Linked DNA regions of Oryzias latipes: region 2 is linked to region 1. The links are chromatin contacts, called in public Hi-C maps. All regions are on one chromosome and are shown on one strand. The core of a region is the stretch at or near the end of the contact, and the rest is flanking DNA. Distances in the headings are between cores, read along the strand shown. Region 1 holds the start of LOC101160348 (E3 ubiquitin-protein ligase MARCH11). Region 2 holds the start of basp1 (brain acid soluble protein 1).

Region 1 (5,381 bases), core at 772-3,271:
CAGTCGGACGGCGCTCCCTTCCTCTCATCACGATCCTGTTCTCTCCGAGCCCTGGGGGATCCACTATTGATTGGTGCCTCGTAGGTAGCGATTGGACATGAGTGGATCATTTCCTTTGCTGCATTAGAGTCCATTACTCCAATTCCGCTCTCCGGAAACTTATGGACATCCTCTGAAACGATAGCAAAAAGAGGAGATTCTTCTTGGAAACACATCCAGCAGAAGATCCTTGGGAGGAAGTTCATTATCACGTCGATCTGGGGAAGGATGACTGGATGCTATAAAACAGCAGAAAGGATGTGCTGGTGCTGCTTCAAAAGGCTCATTCTCAGTCCTTCTACCCTGATAAAGACACGTTAGAGGCCTGATCAGGAAAGGAGCCCCAACTCCTTTTGCCTACTTTCAACCTGCAGGCAGGCTTCTACAGACCGTTAAAGTGTCCAGACACAGAAACAAGGACACCTGAATGCAGGTTTTCCCTCCGTTCACGGCTGACCTTTCCACTCAGCCTTCACTGCTTCCTTTCCTAACAGGGTTTAGGAGCTGATAACCGCAGCTTTGATTAGCTCCCGCCTCCACGCCGTCCGGATGCTGTTAAAGCAGCTGTTTGACCTTAAAGTACCTGAGTAACTGTTTTATTTCTAGCATCAGAACGGAAGTTGAAGCTGCACTTTGAATCATAGAGTGGCCTTTATGAAAGATATTGCTCCATAGAAACCCCTCAGGTTTTTATTTATTTATTTATATCTTGAAGTGGCAAAAATGTGCGCTAAATGTAAACTTTCTCCATGGAAGTCAAATGTTAATCTCCCTTAGCAACCAATTTGTTCATTATTCTCATTCTAAGAATAACCCATTTGGATGGGTTGAACTTGGGAAACACAAACCTTTTGTGCTTTTATGTAGAACAGAGGATTGGGAAAGTGTGGAAGGTGAGGCTTCTAACCATAAAACTGGTATTTTTATGACGCCACTACAGAAAAAGATATCCAAGTAATGCTTTAGATTAAAGTGTGAGGCCTGGCGGGGCCCAGACAGAAGTTAAGGTGACCAAACTTGCCAAAAACATCACTACCCCTACAGCTTCTCCCTAAGCAAGCAGAGACGTATGGAAAAAATACTGACTTCAAATTAAGACGTTCCTACTGCGTGATGATGTCATCAGTAGTTGCCTGTCATTTACGTTAGCGCTTAGCTGCCAGCGCTTTGAGAATATGTTACATCGGTTTTACTCTAAAAAATCAAAAAAAACTCACTCATTACTTCAATTTAAATGTAAACCTCTGTGCTTCAGAGCACAGCAACGTGAAGACACATGGTGGGGCGGAGGGATCATCAGTTGTGGGTCCCTAAGGCTCCCCCTTGGAAAATACACTTTGGGACACCACTACAGCTTATGCTTCTTATACCTTTCAGCCTTAAATTGAAGGGCGTAGGTGCATAAATGCAAGAATTGGAACCGTTCAAAAGAGATCTTCAAGAACTATTCCTTACCTGAAGCCGATTCGATCTGAGTTGTCATGAATTCATTTGTTTTATACAAGAAACACACACCAAAAAAAATAAATTTTAGTTCATTTTAAATGTAACTAGAAAACAACCATTTTAATGTTTCATCCATGTCTAATAACTTGACCGTAGGGATGCTGGGAATTTGGATATTGATCCAATACCAAGTACTTACAGGGCTAGTGTCAATACCAGTACTTTTCCTTGAAATGTTTGGTTGTAGAATGATTTCAGAATTATAAATATTAATTACTAGTTAACAAAAATGTATTTTTGGGACTACATTTCTTTAAAACACCCTCTAATGTGGGATAAAATACTTTATTTTTGTTTTTGCTAGAATGTACTTAAGTGTTTTACATTACCAAAGTCTTTTTTGGGATCCTTTTTAGAAACCAGACAATATGGCAGCAATAATTATTATTTATCTGGTTTGTTGTCTTGAAGGGTTTGGTGTAAACAGATGCTCCATTCAGACTGAGTGAACTGCAGTCTCCACCCCTGACCGTGACAGCGCGTCTCCTTTAACCCAGCAGGTGAATCCTGAGGCTCCGGAGCAGGAGCCCGCCGCTCCTCTGTTCTGGCTGCTCTGGCTGCTCCTCCACATTGATGGCTCTGCTCCTCCTCGGGGAGAAGCTCCTCGCAGCCTCCTGAGAGAACCCTGCGGGGGTCCGGGTTTCCCCTCTGCGCCCAGAGGAGCGGCAGCCGCGGGACTGCAGAGGATCCGCCCGGCGCGCACCGACGATGCGCGGCAGCTGCGCGGAGACGCTCCCCGGGACTCCGGAGCGCGCGAGGCGGTTGCGGATCCGGGAGCCTGAAGGCGGCGTGGACGCACCTCTGTCTGCACGCGTCAGGGAATTATGAGCGCGGCGGAGACGGAGGCGGGTGGAGGCTCGAGCCAGCGCCACACCCGGGAGGAAAGCGAGGTGCTCGGCTCCCGAGGCCCCAAAAACCCCGATGGCGGAGACGAGGAGGAGGAGGCCCGCGGCTGCGGGGACGCAGCTGCGGAGGCCCGCGGGGGGCCTTTCTCCGGCGAGGAAGGGGGCACGTCCTGCAAAGCGCAGGGGATGCCCTCCAACAGCAGCAGCGACACCTGCATCCCCACCCCCAGCTGCCGGATCTGCTTCCAGGGCGCAGAGCAGGTGAGGTGCCGCCCTCTGACAGGTGACAGGTGCGCGTCATGGCTGTAAGCATATCAGCGCAACAAATCTACAGGAATCATGTTCATTTAAGATAATGTTGTTGTTTTTTCATAGACAGGGGCGTTTCAAACAAATTTGGGGGGTTTGGGCAAAACATAATGCCGCCACCCCGTAACACTCAGCTTCTAAAATGACTCTAGAAATATTGTAAATACATTATTTTACAAATAAACACTGCAAGATGTAAAAATCTATTTTTTTTATTCCAAACTTACATTTCTTTAAGAAAAATACTGTTGGAGGTATAGTAGTTATCTCTGGAGAACAAACCTTCTGCAACATTTATCCGCTCTTTTTTGAGTAAAGTAAAAGAAATTCTGCAACATAAAACTAAGCTTACAAAATAATATCAGTTAATGTTTAAGACGTTTTACTTTTTAGAAAATATCAAATCAAATTTTATTTATAAAAAAGCGCTATTCATGCTATAAAACACTGTCCAGATGAAAACAAACAAATAAATAAATATTCAGGCACTAAAATTTGACACAAGAAATATGAAAACACAACTATAATCACAATTTATGCTTTTTGTTAGACTTTTGATTCAGATGAGACTCAACCCCTAGAAGGAAAATACAGCAACTGTGACATTCTTTTTCATGATCTGTGGTTCTGGCATTTGATTTTAGTAATCCAGTTTGCATTTGAATTTTTCTGTAAATGAACTTGGAGTAAAGTATTTGGTGAGGTAGAAGCCAGGCTGGATTTATGTTTTTTAAACAGACAAAAACAATAATAACTTAATAACTTTTTATCACAAAATAAGGATCCCTTGTACTTAGTCCTCTAAAATCACAAAAGTACATTTTTTTAATTCTGCTTGTGAATGAATTCCCATCCGTCACTTTGGAGGGAATGTCGGAATAGAATCCACTTAGAGCGTGGCTCCCGAGCGAAGCGTCCGCCTGTCTGCAGGTCTTCCCAGAAGAACGCTTGCAGATGTGGACCAGCAGGGACAAATCAACACTCCATCCATCCATCTCTGAAATCTGACACTCTGCAGGCCCGTTTGGCTCGTGACAGCCAAACGGGGAGGGACGACTGATCCCAGCCGGAGCTTTAGAGAAAGAGGAGTCGGGGCGGTGGACGCATAAGTGAATATCCTGTTCTCCGAGCCTGTTAGCAAAGCTAATCGAATGACTCTGCCTCCGGGTCCAGACTGCTATCTGATTCAGGTCCAAAGCTGCAGGCTGGACAAAAGTGTGTTGGACATATTTTACTGTTACAACATGAGGTTAGGATTTTTCTGACACAGTGTGTATATTTCAATAAACCCCTTTTGTAACTTATACTAAACTTTATTGATATGAGCACGTCAATGTAAGGGGGGGGGGGGGTCATAGGATGGCACAAGGGCTAAAGGAGGAAAACTTTGAGTAGATCCTGATGGAATTCCAAAACTCCACTGCATCTTTTCCATGAAAGGTAAAGTCCTAGTTTGAATCTTTAACAGCCCTTTTTTGGAAAACAACAGAAACATTTTTCTCTTCTTCACTTTGTGATCAGATGACGACGCTGTGAAGTTATGCAATTAGGAAATGTATGAGTCATTGGAATCGTTCTGTCTGCTATTTTCTATATTTGTTGAATAATAGATGATCAGATGAAGTATATAAAGATTTATAAGTGGTTTTTTTTTTTACATTTTAGTTCACGAAACTGTATTGAATTGCATTTCTTTAACCCTTGTGCTATCTTAGATGACCCCGACCTTACATTGACGTGTTCTCCCTACCATGACAAAGGTGGATAAAAGCAGGAAAGATTTCATGTAATCCATGGACACCATAGTGAAGATCACAAATCATTGAAGAAAAAAGGTTCAGAGCACTGTCTAGTGGGTCTAGGTGACCCAACTCCCAACGTTAAAGTGCCTAGGATAGCACAAGGGTTAAACAAACAACACATGGGGGAGAACATAATTTCTTTTAAGTTACTTTCATCCAAATTCTGATATTTAAAGGACTCGTGCAGGAACTTTTATGACTGATTTCAGAAGCTCAGTGGACCCAAACTGGATGCTGTTGCCATGGCAACATCAAACAGAGAGTGAAGTTATTACCCTTATTTGAGGCCTGCGCCTGTGTTGCAAAGCCTTTTTTTTCAAACCTTTTTTTTAAAGTTGCTGTTTTGACCTCAACAATCATTTGTCCGTCCGGAGTTTTCATGACTTAGGCTTCAGTAACTTGTTTTTAGGACTTGTGGAACCAGTCTTTGGGTTTGGTTCAGTCTAGCTTCAGTGAATAACTGACGTGTTCATTCAGTTGAAAGCCTCCAAGGTCCTTTTAAACCCACGAGGTCAACGCGGCAGAGGGAAAAATGACCTCTCTGACCACTGACCTCAAGCTGCTATTAATATGCCGCTCGCAGCTCAGCTGGCAGGTCGGAGCAGCAGGGAAGTCTGCTGTGGAGCGCTAGCAGGGAGGAAGGAGGCGGCGCCGTGATTAATGTTGCGTCTCTTCCTGCTGTTGGAGAAATGATCGCTGATGTGAGCGATGGCGCTGGTGGACAAATCCTCGGTTCTCTTTGATGCATGACCCGCTGGAAGGGTTTGACCAAGAGGGAAGAACAAAAACTTTTCCATGATTGGAAAGTTGTGAAGGGGTATCGATAAAAAAGGATGTGATGTGAATCCAGGGTTCAACATTGATCCAGAAACGGAGTTTC
Region 2 (5,381 bases), core at 1,365-3,864, 140 kb after region 1:
CCTGTCAGTGTTTTTTCTGGCCAACACTAAAACTGTGCGACCTTCGCTGAGCTTTATTTCCATTTGACTGACCCGACCCTTTGAGGCAAACAGTGTTTGTAGACGCTCTGAAGGATCTGAAGGCTCTGCTTCCATGCAGGACTTATCAGCAACGCGGCCCAGAGGTCATCTGAGGTCGGCCGAGGTTAGGGTGCAGCATCATCCAGAACAAACTGACCTCTGTTTGATCCCACCTTCTTCCTGCCTTAATCCCACAGAGCAGCCGAGCCAAACGTGCACGTTTTCAAGGCACAAATACCTGTTCCTGGAAAAAAAGTTGAGGGAAAAGAACAGAAAGGCACTTTGATGGTTCAAAGAAGTTTTTTTTTTAACTCTTGAGATTTTAGGAGCATGCAGCCCAATAAAGCAACCAGGATTTGATTTTTTACAGCAACCACAGTGACAAGAAAAAAAAAATTAATAACAAAAGTAATGATCTACTTATAGATACTTTATTATCACAATTGACTCTATTTGTGCTATCTTGTTTCCACCACCTTACACTGATGTGTTATCCCTCCCTGGACAAAGGTGGACAGAATTTCATGCCATGGACAACAGTAAAGATAATTCAAAAAGCGCGCTGTCTTGTGTGTTCCAGAGGACCCCACTCCCAACGTTAGTGTGCCTTGGATAGCATAAGGGATAATATACTAGCACAGGATCGAGTGAGTGTGATGTCACACATAGAAAATGGTTTTCCTCCGGCTCCAACCAAATGAAGTCAATTCAGTCTCCATTTTTTTCGCGACATGGATGCCAACATGTTGGATCCAGTTGACGTGAGTGAGCAGCGAGTGGGCTGAGTCGATCTGGATCGACCACTCACCAATCAGGAGTGAGCTCGTTGGAAGGCCACACCCCTACCACCTGAAAGCAGACTACAGAGAATCTGTCAACCAAATGTTTTAAATGTTTGACGTGAAACCACATAAAAGCATCTGATTGGTCAGTTTAGAACCTGAGCTACAGAACAAATATGAGAAAAAAAATTAGGATTAGCAAGAAGATCAGAGTAAACTAAATCCATTTCTACAGTAATATGTTATCTTTGACCAGGGGTGGAGCTACAGGGGGGCTAGGACCCCACTTTGGGGTTGTTTTTTGTGAGAATTAAAATTATAATACACTCAAAACCTCAAAAAAGTTGGTTCTGCTTGATATAGGCCCTTTAAAAGAGTAGTAGAACAACAATGGTTATACTGACTAATAAAACTAATAAACAGCTGTTTATTTCTCTATAGACGTCTATGGGTGTCATGGCAAACTTTGCATGCTCTCCATTCTCCACCTGGTGTTCCTAATACCTGTCATTCAGCCCACCTGTGAGCCACAGTATTCAGGAGTGACTGTTCCTCAGACTTTTTGCCATTTTGCTGTGTCTTAGCTCACGGTCCAGCATTTCACAGTTTCATATTTGTTGCTTGTTTATTTTTTTTAAGCGTTTCTCTTCCTGGTTAAGAGGAAGCCCTTGGTGCATTGATCTGCACCAAAATTTGAATAAAAATACTTACATTTTTAATCTTACTTTCTTCATATACACGTCCTCCATGAGAAAAATGCAACAAGATGATTAAAAATGACAAAAACACTTAAGTCCATTCAAATAGGTCTGCATGTGAGTGTGTGAACCCCACCTTCGCCCAACAGTAGCTGGGATAGGCTCCAGCAGCCCCATGACACCAAAAAGGATTAAGCAGCTTCAGAAAAAAGGTGAATGAATGGCTTTCTCTAGAATTATTTTAGGTTTTATTTGTAAAGTTATCTTCGTCTACCTCCATTATTATAAATTTAATTATAGATTATTTAAAACTATGAAACCACAAACATTGACATTATAAAGGTTTCATGAAAAGGGGAGACTCAAGCCATTCAGGGCTATTCTTGCTGCAAAAATTGAGTTTCATTTATAAACATTGCCATCTAGTGACCAACTGTAGGTACTGCATACAAGAAAAAAACTGGAATCCCAAACTAAATTATTATCTGTAATTCATGAGAAACGTCTTGAAAATCACAAGTAATTGACTTTTAAATTTAAAACCACGTTTTTATAATTTGGGTGTAAAAAATGTCACATCTTAGTTGCCTGCAGAGGTTCATTACCAGCTTTACGAGCCTGGAGAATCAAGATCCTGCAGATAATTTTCTGCACTGCTAACTGTAAAACACACATGTCACACACATGATCAGGTTTCTGCACTGGCTGCTGGATCAGTTCTTCTGGTCTCCATCTTACAGTCACACCAACCTCAGCTTCCTGTTCTGCTGCTTATGTCAACACAATAAAAATCGACTTTTCTTTTTTGCAGCAGAAACATTTTTTCAGCGTCTATCTGTAGGTAGCGTCGGATATAAGGCGTCGAGATGACTTCCTCTCATAAGTTCCTCTCAAAGCATCACAGACCAACAGGTCCTCCAGTGACGGGCTGCGGGGGGCAGGGGGCGCGCGAAGGCAACGAACGCGCTGTCAGGATCTCAGTTTATGTCCGGAAAAATATGAAGGGAAACAACTTCCGGACTTTTTGTATGACAAGTGTAATTTTTTTTAATGAAACTGAAAACCAGGAATTTATTTTCGGTAGGAGTTGGTAGAGGAACATGCCGCCGTGAAAACCCTGAACGCACCACGCATCTGTCGAGCATCTTCAGGAAATCACGGACACGCTCAAACACGCACGCCGGAACAGTGTTTAGCACAGCGCCCGCGCGTGCACGGAGCCGCACCGTCAAGCAAGCACGAGCTGCTGCGCGCGCGGAAGAGCCGCAAAAAAAGGGGGGGAAACGCAGCCACCGCGAGTGGAGACCGCGAGGAGAGCAGCGCGAGCGCAGGGAATTGGTGTGCACGGTAAGAGCGCTCCTTCTTTACATTCATGTTCTTACTGCTTTCTTCCTTTTCTTTAAAAAACACAGGTTTTTCTTTTTGTTTGAGCTGGTGTGTTTATAACGCGCGCGTGAATGGAGGCACGAGACAAATGTTCTAAGGTTAAAAAAAACAACTAAAAGGGTTTCAAAATGTGAAAAAAGAACACCATTTTATTTTAACAACCCATTTTTCCTTTTGAGCGCGTGCTCACAAAGGGGTGTGTACCGCTAGCGTGCACGCGCTCACGTTTTCCCCACTTTTTCCTCAGAAAAAGGACTTTTGACTTCCTAACGCACGCTGTCATCAATCATCGATCACTGATAGAGAGTTTCCGCGCGCTCCCCGTCTGATGAGGGGGTGTGAGGAGCCCTTTTTATGGGGTTTTGTCAGAATTCTCATCCATAGAAGGCGGGAGCGCGCCTGAGTCCACGCGGCTTCTTCTAGCTGTCATTTCTCACATCTAATCATTTCTTTTTGATGTTTTCTCTGCGATTGCAACCAAGAGGGAAAAAGGGGAGTTTGGGATGACAAGAGGAGGAGGAGGAGGAGGAGGAGGAGGAGGAGGAGAAAGGGGTGTGATGGAGGACCGAGGGTGCACGTGCATTCTCCCCTCCTCTTTTTCTCGCCCCGCGCCTCGAGCTCATTTATGTTTTTTTTCTTTTCCTCATAGACAGATTTTTCCCCCTACTGCGGAGTCAAACTTTATCAGCCACCCTCATCTTTCTCCCCCTCTTCATCCTCCGACACCTTCATTGTCCGGTCCTTTGTTCACCGCGGGGCGCATGCGCACTGGCTGTAGGGTGTGGATGGGAGAGATGCCACCTTGACTATCAATGATGGAGGAGAGAACAAAAAACAGGATGGAAGAGGCTCATTTCAGTGTAAACTGGATTTTACTCCAAAATGAAAAAAAAAGATGAGCAATAATAAAATGCTCCTGGCGCGCGAATTTTTTTGAATTGGTGCACAAGCGCTGCATGAACCTGGTCAGATTTATTGTGTGCGTGCACGCGCGCACGTATCGGTGGGGGTGCATTTAAAATGATTTATGGAGGATACTTTATATAAATCAAAAGATTTACTTTTTTTATTGACATCTGTAGCTTTTTCCTCTGTTAGAGCCATAAAGTGAGAAATTATCTGCTTTGGTTTTTGCACATCTATATTTCTTTTTTTTTTTAAATCACCCCACAACCTCAGTGAATTAGTGCATTCCTGTGTCTGCCTATATAAGGCTGTTATAAATGAACATTTTTGCATTAAGCTCCTTAAAATCGAAAATGTTCAACCCATATAACTGTTGCTGAGTTGATCCTTGCATGATATAAAGTGGAGGACTCATTAGAAAAATGTAGCATTTTTTATTTGATCAAATTTCTAGGACATTATTTTAAGATGCCATTTGGTTGATTTTTATTATTTTTTCTGCTATTTTATTCTTAACCTAATCTATTTTGCGATCATGATCCTTTTATGACTTTATTTAACTCTTAAAAATTGTCCGATTTAAATAAGGCTGGGTGTTTTTATATCTGGGAGTCTTGTGTCCAATCAATGACTGTACATGAGAACCGGACTGAGTGACCCCTCCATGTGCATGTTCCAAACAGGAAGTACCCGCTGGTTCCAAAAGTCCAAAATGCCATAGACGCCTATAACTCAGTCATTCTGTTAACCATTCTTGCTGTGACACTTTTTTTTTAACTTATCCTAATTTTTTTCACATTTTTTTTCTGTAGTAAAAGTTACTTAAGTTATAAACTGACCAATCAGATGCATCAATAAAAGTATGTGGTTTCACATCCAACGTTCGAAACCTTTGACAGATTTTGTGTAGTCCGATTTTAAGTGGTAGGGGTGTGGACTTCCAACAAGCTCACTCCTGATTGGTTGTTCCAGAACGACTCGGCCCAATCGCTGCTTACTCACATCTACTGTGACATCACACTCACTCGCTCCAGGTCTCTTATACAGTCAAAGATCCAACTGGAAATACAGCAAAGTGAGATGTGAGAGAAGCAGCAAACAGCTTTTCTGCTGATCGATCAGTAAAGCATCAACTCATCAGCTTGACCTCTGACCCATTTCTTCAGGGTTTTTCCTTCATTTAAGAGAAAACCTGTTCATCCCAACTGTGGTTGCAGAGAAACTTCCTCCTGATTGGTTGGTTGGGAGGGTTGGGTTTTCTTTACATGTTCAAATGAAAGAGTTCCTCCCACAAAACAGCACGCTGTAACCTTTAGCATTCCAGAAAAATGGTTTTTGTGATCAGTTTTACTGGTGTTTCGTAAAATATGTGAACGATTTGGTTTTGGCTTCATGTGGAAGATCATATTTTTATAACCACTAAAAATCTGCTAAAGCTTCCTTCAGTTTATTACTTTTTGATGTTATGTGTCTGTAGATGAAGCTGACCAAAGCAGAAATGAAAGTGATCCTTCCAGAAAAGCTGCCTAAAGTTCTTTTGCTGTTATGT

Evidence for each region. A called contact is a pair of places that touch in the nucleus more often than the background predicts.
Region 2: a contact with region 1 is called in a Hi-C map of embryo, with 2.2 times the contacts expected there. The contact joins the promoter of basp1 here to the promoter of LOC101160348 in region 1. A contact is called at or near these places in 2 of 5 Hi-C or Micro-C datasets (both in embryo).

The regions. Positions count from the first base shown.
Region 1 is chr17:8,949,803-8,955,183 of ASM223467v1, forward strand. It overlaps LOC101160348 (E3 ubiquitin-protein ligase MARCH11), which reads left to right and starts at 2,022. Exons shown (of 4, transcript XM_023965397.1): 1 at 2,022-2,651. The coding sequence starts at 2,370.
Region 2 is chr17:9,091,422-9,096,802 of ASM223467v1, forward strand. basp1 (brain acid soluble protein 1) reads left to right here and starts at 2,615. Exons shown (of 2, transcript XM_004078753.4): 1 at 2,615-2,887.